Regions from separate parts of the Mus musculus genome. Here region 1 is linked to region 2. The links are chromatin contacts, called in public HiChIP or PLAC-seq maps. All regions are on one chromosome and are shown on one strand. Each heading gives the region's core, a stretch centred on a gene start, on an enhancer-like site or on the middle of the called end of the contact. The rest is flanking DNA. Distances are from core to core; before and after follow the strand shown. Region 1 overlaps Uspl1 (ubiquitin specific peptidase like 1). Region 2 overlaps Mm2pr (macrophage M2 polarization regulator).

The links. HiChIP or PLAC-seq counts read pairs in DNA pulled down with a chosen protein or histone mark.
Region 1: an H3K27ac HiChIP or PLAC-seq map of trophoblast stem cells shows a contact between it and region 2, with 10 read pairs. The contact joins two enhancer-like sites. A contact is called at or near these places in 3 of 115 datasets of contacts at active chromatin or transcription factors (CD8 T cells, embryonic stem cells and trophoblast stem cells).

The regions. Positions count from the first base shown.
Region 1 is chr5:149,204,977-149,210,631 of GRCm38.p6, forward strand. It overlaps Uspl1 (ubiquitin specific peptidase like 1), which reads left to right. Exons shown (of 9, transcript NM_001115149.1): 8 at 4,667-4,824. Among named protein-coding and RNA genes, the nearest start is that of 2310047D07Rik, 21 kb to the right of the region's middle. Within about 2 kb of position 1,500, at least 25 of the 459 cell types and tissues checked have an H3K27ac peak or open chromatin away from gene starts, as enhancers often do. A contact at or near this core is called in trophoblast stem cells, where this site is marked.
Region 2 is chr5:149,129,646-149,135,856 of GRCm38.p6, forward strand. All of the region lies in intron 1 of Mm2pr (macrophage M2 polarization regulator), which reads right to left. Among named protein-coding and RNA genes, the nearest start is that of Gm42788, 12 kb to the right of the region's middle. Within about 2 kb of position 2,421, at least 6 of the 459 cell types and tissues checked have an H3K27ac peak or open chromatin away from gene starts, as enhancers often do. A contact at or near this core is called in trophoblast stem cells, where this site is marked.

The DNA of each region.
Region 1 (5,655 bases), core at 250-2,749, 74 kb after region 2:
GGGTCAGCTGTCTGTCTGTCTGCTGGGTCAGCTGTCTGTCTGTCTGCTGTAGGACTGGTGCTGCTAAGTGTGTGTACCTGGCCCTATCTGCTCAGGTGCTTGCATGTCCTTGCACTCTGAATGTAAATAGAACTCAGAGTAGATCTGCCCTTGTCGTTTCCCTCTGGTCAGATAGTGTACGTAGTAATAGAAGGTTTTGCTTTCCATTTGCTCTGTTTGCTGAACGGTTTAAAAGCTTAATACTCCCAACATGCAAATGCTTTAGGTCTGTGGGTCCGCCCCACACTGGCCTCTTTGAACTAGTAACTTTGCTGCTGACCTCCGTCCTTCCCTCCAGTTTCCTTTCCATAGCTCTTCTCTGGGCCTGCTACCTAGGCATATTCTCCAGACACGATCTCATCGCCTGGCCCTGGCCTCCCCCCTACGTTCCGCAGCATCTGTTGCATGTAAATACTGAATCTTGGAGGCTGTGGACAGATGAGCTGTCCACACAGTATGCCTGCCTGCTGTGTGGTGCTCAGCTCACCATTCCTCCGTTCTGCTGTGCTGGGTAAAGCTTCTCTCCCGTCTGTCTTTGTACTCTGCTGCTGTTGGGTTTGCTGTCCTCCTCCCTGTCAGCTATTAGCTTGCTTTGTCCCTGCTTCCTGGCTCTCAGAGTGTGAGTGAGGCGCTGCCTTACCCACAAATCTAGTCAGCTTGGCTGCCTGGGCCCAGGGTTTGAGATCTTCGTGTCAGGGCTTCTCTTCCTTAATACCGAGACAGGCAAAGGCAGCTGCAAGGCTGGCTGTTGTCCTGCACACACCTGTGCAGAAGCCTGAGCATCCTGGTGCTTATAAACAGCTTTCTGTCAAGGTGCAGGGGTTGACAATCCGCTAGATTTTATTATGTTGTTTGATCTGCTAATTGACAGCATTGTAACATAAATTTTTTTTTATAAAAGTTATAAAAGTTGTTGCTTTTGCTTACATAAAAGGTTCATGTTCTGATCAGAATGTGTTTCCATTAGATACAACTGTTTTTTAAATTTAAAAGGTCTTTTACATTTCAGTGGATTTGTTATTTTAATGAGCCAATTTTATAATTTGGACATTTCCTATTTTCATCAAAAGTAAATTGAATTTATGTAAAATTATACTTAAAATTTAAATGGCAAGGTATTTGTATAAGACTCTTACAGTTTTCACTCTGAAATTAATACAACTTGACTTGTTGGTATTTAGTATAGATTTTAGGGATAATGTAAGAGAATTTATCAGTTGGATGTGGTGGAACATGCCTCTATCCTAGTACGTAGCAAGCAGAGGAGAGCAGAACTTGTGAATTAAGACTGGTTTGGTCTACATAGTGAGTTCTCAAGCAGCCAGCATAGATAGATAGATGAATGATAGATCTATCATGAGACGCTAAACAAATAAATTCATCATGAGGCTGTGAGTAATTTAACCATATATCATTCTAAGATCTCACAATGTTACGAGTTCCCCCGGGGGCCTTGTCTCAGATTACCCGCATGTGTAATGCATGCCCACAGGGAAAATCTAGTGGTAAGTCATGCCTATTGCATCCAACTCTACCACTTCTCTTTAAGGAATTGTTGAGGAATTCTACTCTGAGGGTGTTGATGTGGACACTTGACGGTCTAGAGTCAGCTTTGAGTTATTGAAAAGAGCCTACAGTGCTTGCCATAGTCTCAGGAGGTCATACATGGTCCGGGCTGGCATTTGAAAAGGTTATTATATTTAACTTCAGTTTTAGCAGCTTCCTGATTGTTCTTGTTGTGTTGCAAGATAGTCTCATTATATAGTCTAGGCTAGTCTTGGAACTTAGAGTCCCTTGGCCTCAAACTCTAAGGACTGAGATAATGAGTGAGTTCCATGGTGTTAGGCACTGACAGTGAGTGCTGCTGGTGGTGCTGGTTTGCTTTGTTTTGTTTCTGGTGGTTTGGTTTGATTTGAGACAGGGTATGGGATCTCTATGTAGTTCTGGCTGGCAAAACAGGGTTTTGTTTTGTAGCTTAGGCTGGCCTGAAATTGTGTATGTAGCTTAGACTGGCCTCGGTCTCAAGATCCATTCATCTTGGCCTCCAGAATTCTGGGACTAGAAGCACAGCCTCATGGCCGAAGATTCTATTTCTCAATTAAAGTCTTTATTTCTTGGTAGAAAATGCTTTAAAGCTCCTTGAATTATCTCCAAAGAGCAGTTGTATCCCTTTGTGACACAGTTGGGCTTTCTGAAGATATGTTTCTTTATGCGTTCATGAGACTGTGGCTTCCAATCATTTGGCTTGCAGCTGATGTGATTTAGGCTTTTTATTTCTTATTATCAGAAAGATTGGAAATGACACATGAAGACTGTTAACTTACAAATGTTTATAGACCTTTTTTCCTGAAACTGATTATTACAGATGTACAAATTTGTAATTGTTAAATGTATATTGTCTAAGATTTGAGTTATTAGAGACGTTTTGATGAAAATCAAGTTTGTGATCCAGCTCTTAGTGTAAGGTGTGGCTGCCCCTGGTGGGTAGTTCTGCGTCTGTAGCTGGCTGTGGGAGTATTCTCTGTGCGTTTCCTGAGATGCTTGCATCCTTCCAAGAGAAAAGCAGCTCTCTGTGAATTAGAAGCAACAAGGGGTGGAGGATACACATTATGCTACTGTTTGTATTTGTGTGTGTGTTTAAAACAAACTCTGCCTGTTGAGGTATGCCAGCAGAGGAGGCTGTCGTGAGGTTGGATGTGTGAAGCCTGGGGAGTTAGTTTGTCTTTTAGAACTTCCCTAGTTATGGGGAGTAGAACAGGTGAGGGGCAAAGCCCAGGACCACAGCCTGTTCAGCACCTGTGAGGCCCAGGAATAGGAGGACGTTCTGAGCATTCACCGGCTTGGCTGAAGTGGGCTGAACCAAACCTTGCAATGAACGTCGAGATTGTCTGGCATGTCCCTTTCCATTAGGCCGTAGAGAGCTGAGGTGTGTCTGTCAGCCTCTGCACAGGGGCTTGCATAGAATCTGTGGAGTCTGGTCTTTCCCCTCTTTATGAGATTTCAGAACAGCTTGGGAGGCATCTGTTTGCATCAGCTGGACTGTGAGCATCGCTGCAGCTCAGACTGCAGGTGGAGTTCATCTTGGCCCATTCCTTTGACTCATTTACCAGGGACTGCTCTAGAAGCCTTAGGATATATAAAAAGAGTGAGGTCTGACAGGCTCTGTCTCATGTATTATGGAATTCTTGCTCATATGTAGTTCCTAAACTTTTTATGTGCACTCGCGTGAAGGGAAGACACAGATTTCTAGTGTAGACTCATGAGATTTTAGGTAAGTAGATGTGTGAGGCCCAGGAAGCTAAATACAAGACGTCTGTATTCAAATATCTTATTAGTAATGGAAAGGCCATAGCCTAAGGCCTGCCTGTTGAGCTGTGAGAACCTATATTTTACTGTGGATCAGCTGAAAGACAGATATGTCATATCCTCACAGTTGGAAGAGTGTACTTTACTGGCATATTTTATGAACAGTAACATCTTGGAATTGGTAAATTAAGTCAGATTTTAAACCCAGGACAAAGAATGAGGTGATAAAAACAGTTTACAGAACTTTCAGGACTTAATTGCCGTTTAATAAGAAATGGACAGGGTGTAATTGACAGATCACTCCTGTCAGAATAATCTCACTCGAATCTGGACATTGATTTGAGTTCATTTTCAACTGAATAAATTTTGATAAGCTAAGTAAGTTTTGACATCTGTTTAAATATTAGGAGAAGGAATAACCACCATTTCTTAAACCCCAAGAGCTTTGTTATTTTAGGCCTATCCGTAGGTTTGTTTCTACTTTGACATGTTACTGTAATAGTGAAGCGTATTTTTGAAATTATGAGCATCTCATTGTTTATAATAAATCCACTAGTGCACTTTATTTTTTTAGGATTTATTTATTTATTTTATGTATATGAGAACACTGTAGCTGTACAGATGGTTGTGAGCTTTCATGTGGTTGCTAGGAATTGAATTTAGGACTCTGCTCTCTCCAGTCGGCTCTGGTCAGCCCCACTCGCTCAGTCCCTGTTCGCTCCGGCCCAAATATTTATTTATTATTATAAATAAGTACACTGTAGCTGATTTCACACACAACAGAAGAGGGCGTCAGATTTCATTACAGATGGTTGTGAGTCATCATGTGGTTGCTGGAAATAGAACTCAGGACCTCTGGAAGAGCAGTCAGTACTCTTAACCGCTGAGCCATCTCTCCAGTCCCCCATGCACTTTATTTATTAAGTTTTTTTTTTAAGTACAAATTTGAATTTATTGGGTCCCCTAATTTCTTGAGATGAACTTAGTGTCTGAATATCTTAGGCATAAGGTTTGCTCTTGCTTTTGCCACTTGACAGAGTGATTGATGTGGACACCTGACAGCAGAGGAGCTCCTCAAGGGCTGGGCTTCTCTCTTCAGAGCTCTGCAGCATAGTTCTCTGGCAGCAAGTTTTGTTTAAGGGTCTTTGTCAGTCCTGTTGCACAGTGGCTCCCAGCTGCTGGCCACCGCTTCAAAGGCTTTAGTGTCACATGCTCTATAGAGCCACTTTCCCTTTCTAATCACGGCACACAGCTGGGGCCACCGTGTCCCTCAACGGAGCCGTGGCATGAAATTGATTTGACTTGTGCCTCCTTTCCACAGAGCGTCGCCCATACTCATGCTGCACTTCGTGGAGGGCTTACCAAGGAGGGATTTGCAACACTATGCCTTCCACTTTGAAGGAAGCCTTTATCAAGTCACGTCGGTAATACAGTACCAAGCAAATAACCATTTTATAACATGGTTTTTAGATGCTGATGGTAAGTGTCTAAACGTTTTCTTTTATGATACTGCACATGAGAAATAGAGCCTTGTGGGGTTTGCTTTGGTTTAAAGACAGATTTCATCTGGACTTTTTCCCCCTTTCTTCTGTATTCTTACTTTTGACTTTAATTCCTGCGCCCACCCCTGTTCCTCTTTCTTAACCGTGGTGTTTTGTGTGTCCTTCCTGACTGCGATGTGTGTCTGAAGGGTGTGTGCACTTACTCCTTGTTTGTTGTCTCTCTTTCATTTGTTTTGTAGACTCTTTTTCACTATGCATCCCAACCGTTTTTTTGTTTTGTTTTGTTTTGTTTTTCTAACTTACCATCAACAGAGCTCTGGTACCCATGGCATCTGGATCATCCACTGAATTTGTTTATGTTGCCTATTTTTCTTCCTTATTATATACCTTCTATGCAAGGATGGAGGATTTGTTAATTGAGCAAACCTACAATAGTGTACTGTTACCCAAAGGCCATACATGATTCACATGAGCTATACAATGTGTGTCCACTGGTGAGTATGTGAAGGGGCCAACATTTATCCACCATTGTAGCACCATACAGAGTAGTTTCACTACCCTAAAAGCACTACTGTCCTCCACCTCCGCCCTTCCCTTCATATATGTTCATGTATATTCACCACCTAAGGAGAAGATGTCTTGGGAGCTGGGAAAATGGACAATTGTTTGCCGTCCCACAGGAGTACCTAATTTATTCCGAAAGCCCGCATACAGAAAGTTGGACGTGGTGCACAGTTGTAATCCCAGAGATCCCTGCAGCTTGCTGGCCATCCAGCCTATCACTCTTGGCAAATGGGAGAGCCTTTCT
Region 2 (6,211 bases), core at 1,171-3,670:
TGTTCTATGCTCTTGCCCTCCCAGATGTGGGGACTTTACTGAATCACTGCAGTCTATTGCAGACATGATGACTCTTTTCTCTGGGTTTCTCCAGCATCTACCTCCTAAAAACAGGACTACTCCGACGTAAATGCAATACAGAGATTAAGATCATTGAGGAATTTAATAACAAAATATTAAAATTTATTTTGAGTGCCAAGTCAATATTCACATTTCTTTCAGGTGGATTTTATTTACCCTTCAAGATTGATTTCAAGAAAAAACAGGGCTTTCAAGCACTCACATTGCATCTCCCATAAAACTGTGTCTATTGGAGCATTGGTCATATTAGTTTATTTCCTCTTACGTAGTATCTAAAATTCCTCACTTCAATTCCTCAGGCCCTTTCTGTAACTCCTTGTATTAGTTGGCGACTGGATGGATAAACGAATGAACAAGTGTTCAAGATCCTTATTCTGCTCTCTGGTTACAACTGCTCAAGGCATCTCTTTGACACCGTGGCCACTTCCTTATCCTGTTCTTGATGGTAGCACCTCCTAGTTCCAGGCCCTACATAGGCTGCTGTGGACTCAGCCTGACGGGCATCTTGCCTTGGCCTGTGTTAGCTCATTTCCAGCCCCAGGACCACTGTCCCAGGATCCCCAAGGTAATCACCTGGCACTTGGCCATACACAGTATGGAACTAGTCACCCTTCAGCAGTGATAGGACAGGAGCACATAGGTACGTGATCCAGTTTGATTGAGTTCCCATTTCTGAGACGTGCTTCTTCGAGTACCTCAGATGCCCCTGCAGGACCAAGGAGCAGATTGTCTGTGATGGCTGCCAATCTAAAAAGCACCCCCCCCCCCCCCCCCCCCCCCGGCTTTGCTTGCTTTCCTCAAAGTGGCCATTCACTTCTTTCCCCCTGGGGCCACAGTCCCACACAGCTCGCCTGCACTCATGCCTTCAGGAGAGCCCAGACTAAAACTAACAGGTAAAGTAAAGGACACCAGGCCCGGGAGCCAGAGAGCCCGCAGTTGAACTCAACTCAAGAAGGGCCATTCACAGCCAGGCGGTGGTGGTGTGCGTCTTTGATCCCAGCCCTTGGGATTAACCTCTCTCCGCTTCACTGTCCTCAGTACATATTCTGTACAGTTATGATGACAGGGACTTCTCCTGACTCTGTTTTTGTAGATACACACATAGAATATACACAAGCTCCCAGAGGATTGACTAGACTTCACCTCGAACAGGTAATTGCCACAGAGCAGTCCTCCTAAATGAGAACCCCTCATTATTCCCTGGGGGTGAGCCTCTTAGTTGCTCCTGTTTAGCCCCACTGCCCATTGGACCAGCAGCAGGGATTTCCTCTTGCAAAATTAGGCCGTTATTTCCTCCTATGGCACGTGTGCCGGGCTCTGTCGAGTGGCCGTATTCTGTCCCGTGGACAGAACAGCATTAAAGTCTATACGGTGACAGAGTGGGGATGGCCTGTCTTTGCTGCATTTCACAGTGTTTCACGAGGCAGCGGAGTCCCAGTGGCCTACAGTGCAGGGTCCCTTTCTTTGCTGATCAGTGCTACCTTCCTAACTGTGGGATCTCTTCTCTGTTGGCTAATTTTAGGCAGTGGCTTTTACCAACAATGAAAGTTCTAGTGAACGTACTGAGTGTTACAATAATGTACAGAATAAACAATGTGTGGGATTGCTGCATTTCTTTTGTTTGGTTTAGGGTCTTCATATGTAATCCAGCTGGCCCCAGGCTTGAGATCCTCCTGCCTCCGCCTCCTGAATGCTCCTCCATGATCAGCGTTGGGATTATATTTAAAGATAATTAACATAGCAGTGACAAACTCTGTCTCTGTGAAATATTTAGCCTAAAATTCAGGGAAAAATAAAATGACACTAGCATTCCACAAGACTACATGCTGTTTTGTTTGAGTCACCAAGTCTTTAAGTTTATTTACTCACATATGAATTAAAAACAAATTAATTTTTTTTTAATTTTATTTATTTTATTATTATATGTAAGTACACTGTAGCTGTCTTCAGACACACCAGAAGAGGGAGTCAGATCTTGTTAAGGATGGTTGTGAGCCACCATGTGGTTGCTGGGATTCGAACTCTGGACCTTCGGAAGAGCAGTCGGGTGCTCTTACCCACTGAGCCATCTCACCAGCCCAACAAATTAATTTTTATGCTAATGTTTCCAGACATTGTGACTTTTATAATCTTAAGTACTTTTTAAAAAGGAGCAGTGATTCTATGATACTTGGCACTGGGTTCCCCCTGTTCATTTTTATTTTTCTACAGGCAATGTTCTGGTAAAAATAACCTGTGTGCTAACTGTACTGAGAGTTTCCTCGGGCACTGCACACCAGTCAGTCAAGGTTATCCTCACACCACTCCTGGGGCTGGAAACACAAGGTCTGCAGCATCCCTTAGTGACTTTTACTATGTACACGTGTGGCTGCTTGACGCTGCCTTTTGATGGCAAAGGTCATGCTTTATACCCGAGGATTATTCTGTTTCACTGGGCAGGCGAGGGGTCTCTCATCCTGTAGCCCAGGCTAGCCTTAAACCTGCAATCTTGTCCCCATCTCCCAAATGTCACACTCAGGCATGTGCCACCACCCTGACTGCCCGAGTCTGTCTTAAATGGAGCAATGCGTTCCATCTTTCACCGGTAGTGCTAAGTTTAGCTTAGGGAGCTATCTATGGAGGATACGGTCATGGAAAGAGATGGGAAAGCCGGGAAGAGTCAGAGGATAAACTCGACTGTCCCCGTTAGGGTCTCACACCCCTGAGGTTTCTGGGCGTGCCTCTTACTTGTCAAGTATGCTGGACCTTGCGTCTGGCTAAGAAAGATCTATGCTAAAGCTGCCATGTCATATATACAGCATCACACAGCCCCCCTGAACCTGAGCAGAGACGATTACAGAAAGGGTCGTGGAGAGAGTGAGGACTCTAGGGGCTGTCTCCTGTAGCTCCTTTGGAGCCTTCCCAGGAGAATGTGGGACAGAGGCATTTCCATGGCAGCCTGGAGCCTCAGCTAGAGACTTACCATGCTAACTGCCTGATTGCTCTTTCAGAGGAAAATGAGTAACTGAAATATTCCAGACGCTGATTCCTATAGTTTGATCATTTCCTGTAATTCCATTTATGTTGGTGTGGCAGAAGTACACATCACTGGAAGGACTAATTAATGCCTATATTCTTAGTGTGTGGCAATGTCTCCTACTATAACCCGAATCACCTGGAACTCACTATGAAAGCCCAGACTAGCCCTGAGGCAGTCCTCCGGTCTCAGACTTCTAAGTGCTTGGAATTACAAGCATGGGTCAAAAGCCTAGGTAGAAAACAAAACAAAACAAAACAAAACAAAACAAAACAAAACAAAAAAACAGAAGAAGAAAATATATTTAAAAGAGAATTGAGGTGCCTGAGGTACTCTGTGGCAGAGTTCTTGCCTAGCACAAAACCTGAAATGTATAAATAAATAAACGAATACAGCTTAAAAGAATATACAAGTGACATTTAAGAGACTTTTGGGGGGAGGGGAGGGAGGCTATGTAGCTCCAATGCTGGGAATACAGGCCTATACCATGAGACAACCTCCTTTCATAAGGTCAGACGATGTTGAACCTGGCCCGTTTGAGAGAACTTAAGTGTTCAAATGATTGGGCTTCTTAGCAATGCCACGTAATTCTTAATAAATTCCAGTCTGTCACTAGCAGCCACGGGCTATGAATCCCTTGTCTAGACATCCCGACAGTGGCGGTCAAACCTTTGGTTGTTTTGCTTTGCTGCTGTTGCTTAGTTTGTTTTGAGACAGCACTCCTGTATCCCCAGCTACCAGGAACTCACTTGGTCATCAGGGACAACTTTGAATTTGGGATGCTCCAACCTCCACCTCGTGAGCGCTGATTTATGGGTGTGTGTAACCCTCAGACCTGGCTTGAGACAATCAAATCTTGTGTCTCACAGATACTACAAATGTTGACTTCCCAAACCATGGGAGATTGCTTAATTCCACAAAGAACATCTAGTTTTTAAGAAAGACTACAGCCAGATTCACTAGTATCCCCAGGAAGGCAAAGCCTCTGGAGCATCAGGGCTTCTGGGGTGGCCCACGGACCTCTCCGCATCTCCTGCCTCCACTGTCAAACATGCTGACATCTAGGGGCCACCAGTCTAACCTCAAGGCAAGAACCAAAGTTGCTGTTGTCTGCTTTGTGCATGCTGAATGAGGGCCTACACATTTCACCAGTGGACTCTGGATCTACGGGCTACTATTATTTTAATCAAAAGCACCCTTGGAAAACATCTTTAGGATTAGAAAATTTCTTTCTTACATCCCTGGATTATTACATTTCTCTGTCTCTAAGATCAGCACTTCCCCCACCTCGGTGGTGATACTTTGGAGTGAGAGGAGGTTGTCCCACACCTTAGTTGATGTTCAGCAATACCCCTAGCTGGCTACTACTCGTGAGATGCTCGATGCATCAATCCAGCATTGAGAATGGAAAATGTCACCAATTAACGGCGACTATCCTTTGCCTAAGGGTGGAGTTAGATTGAACACTGTAGAAAATTGCAGCCTCAGATCTTCCCTGACAAGGCTTGTTGAGCTTTGAGTGCCTTGAGGATGGCCACGGAGGCTCACCACCTGAGAACTGCCTCCACAAGACGATGCCTCTCCATGATGGCCACACAGAACGATGGGCTGTTAACTGCGGAGCCCCGTCGGAGCCCCAGACTCGCCGTGCTGGATTACCAGCTTTGCTTCTCTGAGGAAGGACTTTAAATAACCCATGAGAACTGAAATGATGGAAATGGGAATCCAACCATGTAGTGAATCCAAAGAGCACCAATATGGCTTATCGAGAAGGAATGTGTTCATGCAAGCGTCGTTTGTAGGTTGCCTACACAAATGTATGACATCTAAATTTAGATAGCTACATGGGGGAAAGTGGGTGAAATTCAGACTCAAATAGATGGGTACCTGGGATTCTGTAGGGTTCCATCTGCTCCTGCTCTGGTTTGATAAGCAAACTCAGCGATTGCGAATATGTACTAAGCTCAAGTCTCTACTCAGATACTAATTGGAAGCTAAGGAGACCGTGTATTATTAAAAGGCTAAAAATATCTCCAGTTGGAAGGGGCAGATTGTAGAAGGGCTTGTGAGTGACGATTATTAAATAGTTAAGAGTGTGAGTAAGACAGATAGGCATTCATTCACTAAAATCTCTCATTGGAAAGAGTCAGAAAGGCAGTGTGCAGTGACACACGTGCCTGTGCCCGCACTGCATGTCAGGTGTTCCCAGACAGCAAGGCTAGAAGCACCTCCCCTGGGCTCTCACAGCACTCGTCAGAGACAGCAATTGTGTGTTATGTTTTCTTCCTGGATCTGTTTCTCTTTCCTTGTGTCCTGTGAGCTTTGGCAGGGCACAGTGGGAATTCCATACATCCCTCTGCAGCCCCAAGGTCTACATTAGCAAGCATTTCTTGAATAAGGAGAGGAAAGAGGGACCTCCAACCAGGCTTTCCAGGAAAACACTAGATTGAGGTAGAGGGAGGTGGAGGAAGGAAGAGGGTTTTTGGAGATCAGAAGAGGTGTATGCCTTGGCCGATACCACGGTCTCACATTGCAGAGACGCAAAGTAAGAAAATGATAAAACGTTATCTTTTTTGTGTTGGGAAATGGGAAACATTAGCAAGAGCCCTCTCTTGCGGGGGGAGCACAGTGGATCTGCAGGGGGTGAAACCTTCAAGCAGGCACTAATTAGGAAGCAGGGACATGGCGTGGTTTACAAAGGAAAAATTACAATAACAGCAAAATGGAGTTTGCATATATCCTTCTCACTTAGGAAGGAACATCATTTCTAAGAGAAGCAATACAGTAAATGGCAGGCACTCATCAGGAGAGTCAGGCTGATTGGCCAGAAGGAAATGCGGGGCAAGACATTAACCCATCAGAGAATGGAAGTGTGGCAGTGGGTGAAACTATGTTTCTGGAGAGTTGCGAAAGGCTGTGTGAGGTAAATATCTTCCCCTGAGAGACAACAGGGAAGAAAGGAGCCTGTAGAGGAGGCAAATTTCTACGTGTAAAGAGGCCTGGGGAAAGAGCTGGCCTCAATTCCTTTCTTCCCCCTGTGAAGGAAGTAACAAAATGAGCCACAGGACAGAGGAGGAGGAGCGGCAACAGTACTGAAGCCCGAGGAGCAACGGA